2 separate regions of the Cyprinus carpio genome follow, and region 1 is linked to region 2. The links are chromatin contacts, called in public Hi-C maps. All regions are on one chromosome and are shown on one strand. The core of a region is the stretch at or near the end of the contact, and the rest is flanking DNA. Distances in the headings are between cores, read along the strand shown.

Region 1 (5,636 bases), core at 17-2,516, 33 kb after region 2:
AAAATCATTCTAACTTGCTGATTTGGTGCTTAAGAAACATTTTTTATCATCACATATATTTAAAGGTTTTGCTGGTTGATATGTTTTTGTGGAAACAATATTTGAAACCTCTTTACTGTCACTTTTGTTCAATTCAGTGCATCCTTTATGTATAAAAGTTTTAATTTCTTAAGACAAAATCTTCAAGCCCCAACTTTTTCTTGGTGTATATTTATATATACATTTTGTTTTATTTATTTATTTTCATGGCTGAGCATCATGTTTTAGTTTTTATTTTATTTTATTTTTCATGGATGAGCACCATGGTTTTGTACCTTTGTGAAGTCGGCATCACATAAAAATAAATAATCAGCAAAACTATGCCATTTGTTTGTGCTACATTTGTGCTGATTTGTGCTGCAAAAACAAACGTTTGTGCTGGTTTGGTGTCTTTTAACAGCACAACCTGGGACAAATTGAACACAAACGTACGGCACCGGTTTAGAAAGATTTGGACGGCATTGGGTGGAGAGTGACATCACTGTCCCAAATGATGTTTGTTTTTTCTAAGAAGGGGATCATCAAATATATATGATGATTATTTCAACGGCACAAATCGAGCACAAATGAATGACACCAGTTTAGTGCGATTTAGACGAACTGGGGTGGAGAGTAACATCACAGCTCCCGATAACAATTTGGTCATATCTAAGGAAGGAAAATAGATGCAGTGTTTGTTTTAATGGCACAAACCCAACACAAACAAACTGCACTGATTTGGAGCAATTTGGGCAACATGGGGTGGAGAGTGACGTCACAGTCAAAAAAATTATGTTTAATGTCTCAAACACCAAACCAGCACAAATGTTCATTTTTGCGGCACAAATGAATGGCATAGTTTTGTTGATTTATTTCTTTTTACAGTGTGCCAACTTCACTGAGGTTTATTATGTTGCTTCATAAAAGCATCAGTTTTATTATTAAATAGGTTTATGACATGTTTCTGCCCGTTATACAACAAATAATTACTTTTATGCAGAAATCCTACTTTTACATTGTTGCATTTCACCAAAACTTGATATATTTCCCAAGACCACAACCACAGAGAGAAAAAAAAAATAAAAAAATTCTCAGACTAATTAGATGAATAAGAGACAGATACTCAACCCAATGTGAGCTGAGTCAGTCCTTCCGCGTGCTGACTGTGGAATTTGTTGTCAGGCAGAGAAAGCGGTCTGCATGCCAAGCTAAAACAAGATGCTGCCGTGGTTACAGGGAGACGAAAAGAGGTTAAGTGTGTGAGATATGAGCAGGAGTGGGTGGACAGCAGATAATGTATGGCTGAATTCATGCATGGAAGCAGGCAGGCTGGCTGCTGTGTGTTCGAGAGACCCGTGGTTCGCTGTCCAGGTGCTACGTCGCCTCCCGCTCGCTCAGCACAGCCAACAGTTGCAACATGTTACTAGGTGACACCCCCAGATTTCCCACCCCGTTCTGATTGTGCTTGGCAGTGCACAGACACAGCTGGAAAAGAGTGTGTGTGTGTGCATGTGATGGACAACGTGCAGTGTACATGCAAGACCTAGGACTCTTGGATCTGTGTTGATTTGTGTCTCCTCGAATTATTTGTATCATTTCTTTTTTTTCACCATTTGCTTTCATATGATGAAAATTCAAGTCAGTCCAAGTAGTCTCTAATTCACAAAAGAGAATTTATTATAGGTAGAGGTTTATATTCTTGTAGGACGGCACCTTTAATTAACAAAATTAAGCAGTATTATTATGGTAAACATTTGTTTTTGTTATTTTTATTTATTTATTTATTGTAACATTGTTTTTCAAATTTAATGTTACCTTTACCAAATGTACAATTTTAGCCCTGTCGCCAGATACTTCCATATCAGACATCTCATGTGGCGTAAAGCTATTAATACCAAAGGCCCAAACTCTTTTTATAGGAATGGATCTGTTTCGGTGGGTTTATGTGGCTGTCATGCCTGGTCTTTTATAGTAGTGTGTGAGAAGGAGTGAAGATGACTAGTTTGTTTGTGGACTTTGAAAATGATCCACAACAAACTGGCTTCACTCAACATCTGTCATTAATATCATTAGTTGATAATTAGCTGTTACTTTTATATGTTCTATCTTTTGTTTCCAAGCAGAGCTGATGGTTAAATTTTGTTGTATCACATTTCTTGGGGGCTGAAAGGGGTTAAAGTCAAAGTGCACTCAAATGTGAAAATCCTGTCATCATCGTTTTGCTTAAAACACATGATGTAAGTTTTCCGCGAAACACAATAGGAGTCCTGTTTGCTCTTTTCCAGACAATGAAAGCGGATGGTGACTATAACTGTCAAGCTCAAAAAATGGCCTTATGAAGTAATGCAAACATTTTAAACACAATATTCAGACTTTAGGCAGAATTTAGAGTCTAACTGATTTGTTTTATAATTCGAGTCTTTTGCTTTTAATGACGCCACATGAAGTAAAGCTGTTTTTGCTCTGATGACAGATTTATTTATGCAGCTCCAGTTCAAAAAAATAATCTGATGAGATAATGGACACTGTACTGCTTTAATAGATTTTAAAATCTTTTACAAATTGATTATTATTTAATATGTACTCAATTTAAAAACAATATAAATATGTAACATTTAGCTAAAATTATGCTGTGAAAAATAAATTTGTGATCTGCAGTAACAGTGACACAAAATTACTCGCACATTGCTTATAGATTTTGATTGTACTGCCCATTCCTAAATTATAGTATAGCTTTATGTGAGGAAAATCTGATATTATTGATGATCCAAACATTTCATTGTGATCAGTCTGTGTTTATGTAAGTTCCTCTGGGGGAAGAGAACTGTGGTGTCTTTGGCTCTCTTCCCAAACAGGAACATGCTCTGAATCACAGCTGTCAGCTACGGATAAGGTGTCAGACTGACTTTAGGACGTTTCCTCCTCAGTTCCAGCAGGGGTTTAATGGACTGAAAATGTTCACCATTGTTACAGGGTTGCCTGGCTCCACTTTGACCTCCTGTGTTATTCTGTCAGCCCCACTTGTAAAATCAACCCACTCGAGCGGTTTATAGCAAAACCATTGCATTCATTCCCATTCCCATTGGCACTCCCAGCATGTGGCCGCAAACAGGCAAAGTTCAACTGCAAGTACTGTGCGACATCATTCTACATGACATTTACATGTTAAATGTCGCACTGGTGTTTTTCTCTTCCCATGAAACCGTTCTGCAGACATTACATTGGCTCAATGTGACTCCAGCAGGTTTGGTTTAGATTAGAGGCCTGAGGATTTATTTTCTTTAGACATCTCCACACAGAACAGATGGGAAGAATTCTTCCCTGCTAAAACCACTGTAATAACAAAAAAAAATGTTACATGCTCATCTATGACTGCCCTTTCTCCGTCTACATTCTTGCTTTTATTGTCCCATTTTGTAATTTTTTTTTAAATGCCTAATTTGTCATTTTGTTTCTCTGTCAGGATTGGGTGACTGCCACGGACATCAGAGTGGCCCTGAACAGATTAAACACTTTCGGAGATGAAGTTTTCAACGATCCCAAAGTTCTTAAATCCTACTACTATGCTATCTCTGACTTTGCTGTGGGAGGAAGGTACGTTATTCGTTTCAACATCTCTCTGAACGCAACACAAGTTCAAGTCAACATCTCCAGCTGTTCTGGTCATGGATATCTCTGTTGCTTCACTCTCCTGCATACATGTGTTGGCTAATATATAGTTTAATGATGCATTCACATATCTTCCTTGTACTCAGACCATGAATATCAACAGCTCCATCTGGAATGCTGGACATGTGACCTGTAAGATGATATGAGGTTTTTCAGTGTGCAAACAAAAGAAATGAACCACCGTTTTGAAAGATTAGATCGTTGCGGTGTGAGTTTGCATGCTTTGAGCGAAATAAGTTGATTGGGATGCATTGCTTCATTTTAAAATCATGCTGCAAGGGAAAACTCACTCTCTGTGAGAGCGAACCTATAGTTAAGATAATAGCACAAGAATTCTTTGTTTTAAACCGTTTTGCTCAACTGTGTATGCGAAAAAGACCAGAACAATGAATTCTAGGTACAGAAATGAAATAATTACATCTTTACCTCCATATACTATGACCGTGAGCTTTAGGGATGAAGGACATGCTGAAGAAGCCTGTATGAGGGATCAGAGCGCTGTTGAACAAGTGTGAAACATCTCTAGGTGCACCGTTGCATGTCTTTTCACCTTAATCTGTTTGAAATGTGAAGCAGATTTCCATTACATAGCCCACATTCCCTACATTCCTGCATGGGAGTGCTGGATTACAGAGCGCAGTGGAACTGGAATGGGGCGGGCAGAGAGTCTGGAAAGGGAAGGGAACAAGGCCGAAGGGAATAATTTACACCTGCTGCCTCACGGCCTCTGAGATCCTGCCCGGAAGACATATCAGCTCTTACTGACAGCCGTATGTTCCTCAAGTGATCTGATCACCAGAAACGTAGCATCCTGGGAGTTTTATTGTAACCATGATAAATATATATTAGGATTAGGGAAGAATGCACATCTGATGAGTGCACATCCTCCACCAAGTTGTTATTCCTCATGTCACCTTTTCCATGAGGCTTTGCCAAGGATCACCTAAGACAAAGTGCAAGAGGTGGCTTTAGCTGCACAAGCCCTCTCTTGTTCTGAGGCTTCTGTCAAGTTGTCTCCGCTGGTGAATATGTTCGTTGCTGTGTGCAACTCAGTGGAGTTGTGGACAAATAAGATTTTGTGGCCAAACTGTGACAGTGGATCTGAGTTGCAAGAAAGCTTTATAACCAGTTTTCTCATGTTTAAGTATATCTTTGTCATGTTATTTTGTGTAGCATTCTGTTCAAGTTGCAAATTTAATATATGCAAAATCCATTTTAGGAGGTCTTAACGGATTAAAAAAAAATGGTTAAGCAGTCTTATACATCTATGTGTGCATTAGGGATAGGCAATATGGGCTACCATGATAATTTCTGGTATTTATTGCGACAACGATATCAATAGCTATATTTCCATCCATCTATTTTTATGCCTATTTTGAAATATTGCATAAAAAAATGCTGGATGGAAATGCCAAGATGCGCATAAATTCTAAAAATGTGCATAAATAACTTATGTTCGATTAAAAAAAAAAAAAAAAAAAAAAAAGCACAAACTACGATGGAAACACATTTACTGAAAAAATTCCACCTTACGCATTGAAAAAGACATGACTTTGAGCTATGAATCGGGATAACTTGACTAGCAGTGGACTGATTTTGTTCACAGCATCTATGTATTGTTATGGTCGTTCTGAAATGCCTGAGCAAAGTCTGTCATCAAAGTAATTCTGTATAATTGTCTTACATGACTGCTTTTCCAAATAGCAGCATCCACCTCCGAAAGCAATGACTGCATTTATTGTATTTCGTCTGCTCGCTCCGAGGCAAAAGAAATTTATCATATATGAAAATTATTATATTCAGTGGCTTCTCCTATTTTTCTTAGTGATATATTTAGTGCCAGTTTACCAGGAAGTGACGATTTTGTTCTCTTTGACTCGTTATTCGCAAATGTTTTATGCAATATTACAGTTTTGCGCACAAGTTTAATTCGAATCTATGGATGGAAA
Region 2 (5,764 bases), core at 2,410-4,909:
TGGGAGCAAACCGAATATTTTCAAGGAAGTCATCAAGAGAAGTGTTCCAGTGATCATCAAGAATATTCCTTCCTTCTGTAGGATCAAATTGAAGATTCCCCATGATATAGGGGGTGGTGTGGCGGCCCTGAGGGCAGCGATGGAAGCCCTGGTGGTGGAGGTGACCAAAGACCCAGAATACATCCGAAATTTGGATCCCACCAATGAGCGCTTGCTGAACGTCATTCGGCTTGTGTCCAGACCCTCGTCAGCTGGCATCAACCTCATGGCCTCCAACCCACGGTGAGATCGTTGAACCCATACATTTAATTGGCCTTTTTAGGAGAAAGGTTGCTTATAACTAAACTATTTTGAAAATGAGATGTTAGTCAATTGTTATTTTAACACCCTTTTATCTTTGTTATTTACAGCTTTGGGGATGGTCCACGTCCACCCAAGATGCCCCGTACTGACTTTGGAGGGGGTGGAGAGTTTAGGGGCCGTGGAGGAGGAGGATACAGAGGCGGCGGTGGTGGTGGATCCTGGTCTGGTGGAGGATATAGAGGAGGTGGAGGTGGCTTCAGGGGGTCTGGAGGGTATCGTGGTGGCGGTGGTGGATACAGGGGGTCTGATAGAGGTGGCTTCGGGGGTCTGGTGGGGGAGGATTCAGAGGGTCTGGTGGATACAGAGGATCTAATGGGGGTGGAGGATACAGAGGAGGAGGTGGTGGTGGAGGAGGAGGATATGGAGGGAGGGGATTCAGAGGAGGCTGGGGGGGAAACAGGGGTGGTTATTAAAACTAAACATCTGAACAAGGATATCTTTGGGAAGATTTAAAATGTTTGAGTTTTATTATTGTTTTTTGTTGATATTCAATCTTTCCTCATTTTATGTAAAAAAAAAAAAAAAAAAAAAAAGGAAAAAAGAAAGAAAAAGCATGAATAAATTGAAACTGTCAGTTAATAATGGTTATTAAAAATAACTATTCGTGACCAATAATGGATGGCAAATACATGTTAAGTGTTGTATTCTAATAAAATCATTTCTTTTTTATCAGTTTAGTCTTGATCTCTCTCTCATGCCCTGTAAGAAATAAGTTCACTGACTAAGAAATGAAGTCACTGGTGGGAATCAAATACTCAGTTTCCAGATGTGTGGTTCTGCAGCAATGTGTAACTCCAGCCAAGTATTTTTTTTTTTCCTGTCCAGATTGAGCAACATTTTGTGCCCTAGAACAAACAACTCCGTTTAGAATAGTTATATGCATTTTGAGAAATCTGTGTGAAATATAGCGTGTGCAGTCAATAATAATGGATTTGCTGGCTGATAAATGCATCAATATTGTACTTTAATAATAACACAATTTCATTTTTTCTAGAGACCACAAAATACCAAGTGACATTTTTGAAGCTGAAGAAGCATGTCTATAAAACTGTGTACACACAAGAGTTTTGGAACACTAAAAGCTGAAGTGTTGACATGTCTTTTGAAAAGTGTAAATCAATTTTATCTTTTTTTTTTTTTAATCCCTGTACATTCCGTTTCGGAACATGTGATATAATGATATACGAGTTAGTGTTAATTATTATTTTGGCTACCAAATCTGTCATTGATTACTAAAAAATAGCAAGATTGAATCCTTTAGATTTACCTTTAGTTTTTTGTAATTGTGTTTGGTGCATAAATAAAATGCTGGCAAAATATTTTATTTATGATATATATTAGATATATACTTAAACTACAAATATACTTAATTTAGATGATTACTTCATATCTGGCGCACATCGTGATTCTTTTCTAATGGATTACCGATAGAGGGCGCTTTAAACACGCAGCAGAGTATGTTTATGTCTGACTGGAGAGTCTATCTATGGATGCTACAATTAATGATTTAAAAAGTATTTAATTGCTTTGTTTTGTATGGTAAAATAAAAAAAAAAACGCCCTAGTAGACTAATCTAAACTCAAATATAATTGTGTTTCAGCGTGTAATTTCAAATATAACCACAAATTCTGTACACACTTAAACTCCATAACTCCTTGACTTGTTACTTGAACATTTTTATATAAAGAATTACTCGCATCTGGTTTACCCAAAAAAGCAAATCTGACACCACAGCAAAATTCCAGAGAATGTGTGGAATATCTCTGAGAAGAATAAAATCGTAGTCTCTGGGTAAGATGAGAGAGTATCTAGGCTATCTCTTGTATCTTTAGAGAACAATTGTGGATGAATGTGTTCAAAGTTTGAAGGTAGCAGTGAGACAATGCACAAACCTGGGCATGCCTGAGCTTGATGCAGTGGTATGGGGGGCAGAAATGAGTATTTGACAAAGTGTTGACACTCATTTCTCTTTTTGACATACAGGGATAAATCTAGCCCTCATTTCCCCTGTCCTGGATGTAGTATGACTAGGAGATTGATGGATAGACAGAAGTCTAGTACAGAGCTGCCTTGATTGCAAGGTCAGAGGTTTAATAGTACTGCTAGATGTCAAGATTTCTTAGCTCAAAATTGTATAAGCATATCTTTTGCTTTTTAGCATTTTAAATAGGCCGTGATGTCATTTTTGTGAAGGGAAATTTAAACCAATTTCTTTCCAACAGAGCAATTCTATCCTATTTAGAGAGCTATTAAACCAATTAATTAATCAATCTCCATGGTCGGTGATGATTGATTGTCTTGTTAAACACCAAAGTTTTGTTCTTTGATCACAGTTTGATTAAATCGTAATAGCGTTATCTAAAGGAATGCGTCTGAAGACCAGATGATGCTCGCTGTCGATGTAAGACACTCACTGGGTTCATGTAGAGTAGTATCAGATAGTATCTGCTATAGTTCTTATCAACAGCACACACACATTTTCAGATCATTCAGTACTCCAGCTCTCACTTTCCAATCAATCCATCGGGCAAACTTTATTTGGGAATATCAAGAATATAAAGTAGATTTTGAGGTGAAATATAACACATGATTTTGGAATAAAAAAAAAAAAGGAAAACAAATTACCAGAATTGCAATCTTAACTGTGGTTATTTTTTTAGTTAGTTAGTCCTGTGAAGGCTTTGAATATTCTAGCTGCGTAAAAACCTAAAAGTTGATTTTGAGGTAAGTGTGGGGCAAACTTTTAGAAGATTCTCTATACTTAGAAACAATGGTAAAATATTAATAAACAGCCCACAAAACGTAAGACTCATCTATTTAAAGTCTTGGGATTTATTCTTGCCTGGTAGAGTAGGTTTCTATATAACCTTGCTCTTTGACCCCACTGCTCACAGCAAGCAACAGCTATCATCTCCTAGTTATTCATAGCACGAGGGAATCATCCAGAAAGTATGTCTCTTTGAAGATAAAATGATAAGTACTTAACTGCCTGACTGCGTATGGACAGCTATTTGAAAGAGAGATTTTTTTCTGATGGCGAATCAAGCCATGGTTCAACACACATTTGTTTATCTATTTACGGATAGTTAGTGGTCAGTTCATCGTTCCGTTGAGAATCTGTGAGGTATGAAACTCCGGCCCCACCCACTCCTGGAGTGGACTGGGAAACTGACCAATTGGGAAAGCGCAAAGCCACGCCCATTTCACCCAAACTCATTTCGCCACGCCCACTCACGCCTCTCTGTCCATTTGGACTTGCCTTGTTTAGCGGGCCGGCGGTCCATCAAAGCATCCCTTCAGGCGGAAGTAGACGTAGGGATTTTTTTTTTTTTTTTTGGAAGTACTTTGACTTGCGCACTGGCTGCCAGGGTGTAGTCGGACAGTTCCTTTTCTCCAAAAGTTTTTTTCCCTATGGCGGTGGTTACAAAGCAGTAATAAAGTGAAGGTTTGCAAGAGAGAAGTCGCGAGGAGGTTAAGCCACAACTATCGCTTTTTGGAGGTGAAGCGATTACCACCATTTTCCGCATGAGTTTATTTATAAAACCACAAACTCGGTAGCTGGCGAGTTACAGCAAACTTTTTAAAGACTACGAGGACTGAAGGGATCAAGACAGTGACGGTAGCTACTTGAGGTCGCATAAACAAAAGGACACAATGTCGCTTTTTAGCTGTTTGTTATTATGGACTTTGTGGGCAGCGTGCAGTCACGGAGCGATGGATGAATGTATAGACGACTCCAATCGGCCTCATCGCTGCATGCCAGAGTTTGTTAACGCCGCTTTCAATGTAACTGTAGTGGCCACCAACACTTGCGGCTCGCCGCCTGAAGAATACTGTGTACAGACCGGGGTAACGGGGGTCACAAAATCATGCCACATTTGCGACGCCGGAGACCCCAGACACCACCACAGCGCTGTTTATCTCACCGATTACAACAACCAAGCGGATACCACCTGGTGGCAAAGTCAGACTATGTTAGCGGGCATCCAGTACCCAAACTCCATCAACCTGACCCTTCACCTGGGTAAGCAGCTTTCTCTTGTATTCTCGTGTCAGAGTCACAAAAATCTGCTTTGGTTTCCTGCGCTGTGAATAAAAGTTGTTCCAGAGTTGTGGCAAGTCGATTTAGCATTAGTTAAAGTTAGCATCTCAGTTTCATTGGTAGCTATTCATTAAAATTAGTCACCACCAGTATGTATTCGTTGCATACTGTAACTTATTTATTTGCTACTTAGTGACAACTACTTCATTGTTACTGGTGAAACATTTTTTTTATTGAAATTTATAGAGATCTCTGATTAAGATATTAACTATTCACTTTTGACTAGTAACCAATAGCTGATAATTTCACTATTACTAGTTACTATTCCCTATGTATTTCTTAGTTACTTTTTGGATAGTTGCTGGTATCTATTCTATTTGTTAGATTGTGTTATTAATCTTATTAGAAAGTAGTTATAATAAACTATTAAGTAGCCATGCTGACTAATCAATGTACGACGAGTTGGAAAAAAGCAAGGTAACATTTTACAATAATATCTTATTAGGTAACATGAACAGTACTTGTAGAGCATTTAATAAATGTAAATTGCAAAATGTAACAATAACTTTTTAAATCTAGATGTAATCAGTACTGTGAAAATGCATTGCTTATTATAATGCATTATATTTTATGCACAAATGAGGCTTATTGTAAACTTTAGCTTAGGCAGTTGTAGTGAGACAATAAATGCTAGTGTCTCATAAATAAATAATAGATTCCACTAAATATGTACTAATAACTTACTTTAAAGGTCATATGTTCTGTCCACTTTTTCAGTCTGCTCAGATGTGAAGCATATGGCAAATCTAGATTTCTGCATTATACTACTAATAGCGATCACTCATAGCTCAGTCATCATCACCACTCATATTTCATAGCTTTAGGCAATAATAAATCTGTGTGTTTCTAATCATCATGGTTAAACTTTTTGTTGTATTATATTGTTATGATATACTAGATGTCATTTAGCAAGAATCAATGCTTTTAAATACAGCTCAAACTTTACTGTTCTTCAGTTCTGGGGCCCATCAAGGAGAAGCCTTACCTAAGAAGATCATACAAGATACATACTCTGGGTTCAGAATCCCTGTTTTAGAAAATAATATAGACCCTCTGTTAGATCTGGAGTGACCTCTCTACTAGGCGGTGAATTTGTGCACATTACGCAAATCATTGAATTTCTTCCAGCATAAGCAGAACGCTTGGGTTGCAGGAGGAGGTTCTTCTGACTGTGGGAAAAGAGCAGTAATGTAACCAATTAATAGAGTCCCAGCAAGCCAGGACCTCTGTAGCCTCTCGTTCCCAAGTAGATGCAGCTATATACCCAAATGCAAGTATGTCTAATGAGCTGTAATCAG

What was found. A called contact is a pair of places that touch in the nucleus more often than the background predicts.
Region 1: a Hi-C map of skeletal muscle shows a contact between it and region 2, with 4 times the contacts expected there. The contact joins the enhancer-like site here to the promoter of LOC109107931 in region 2. A contact is called at or near these places in 5 of 8 Hi-C or Micro-C datasets (liver and skeletal muscle).

The regions. Positions count from the first base shown.
Region 1 is chrB2:20,168,650-20,174,285 of ASM1834038v1, forward strand. LOC109107931 (laminin subunit gamma-1) reads left to right here. Exons shown (of 28, transcript XM_042718564.1): 3 at 3,482-3,612. Among protein-coding and RNA genes, the nearest start is that of LOC109107932, 23 kb to the right of the region's middle. Within about 2 kb of position 1,267, at least 1 of the 8 cell types and tissues checked has an H3K27ac peak or open chromatin away from gene starts, as enhancers often do. A contact at or near this core is called in skeletal muscle, where this site is marked.
Region 2 is chrB2:20,133,301-20,139,064 of ASM1834038v1, forward strand. It overlaps LOC109107931 (laminin subunit gamma-1), which reads left to right and starts at 3,660. Exons shown (of 28, transcript XM_042718564.1): 1 at 3,660-4,388. The coding sequence starts at 4,019. LOC109108367 (ATP-dependent RNA helicase A-like) reads left to right here. Exons shown (of 29, transcript XM_042718565.1): 27 at 82-282; 28 at 411-622; 29 at 625-1,035. The coding sequence ends at 776.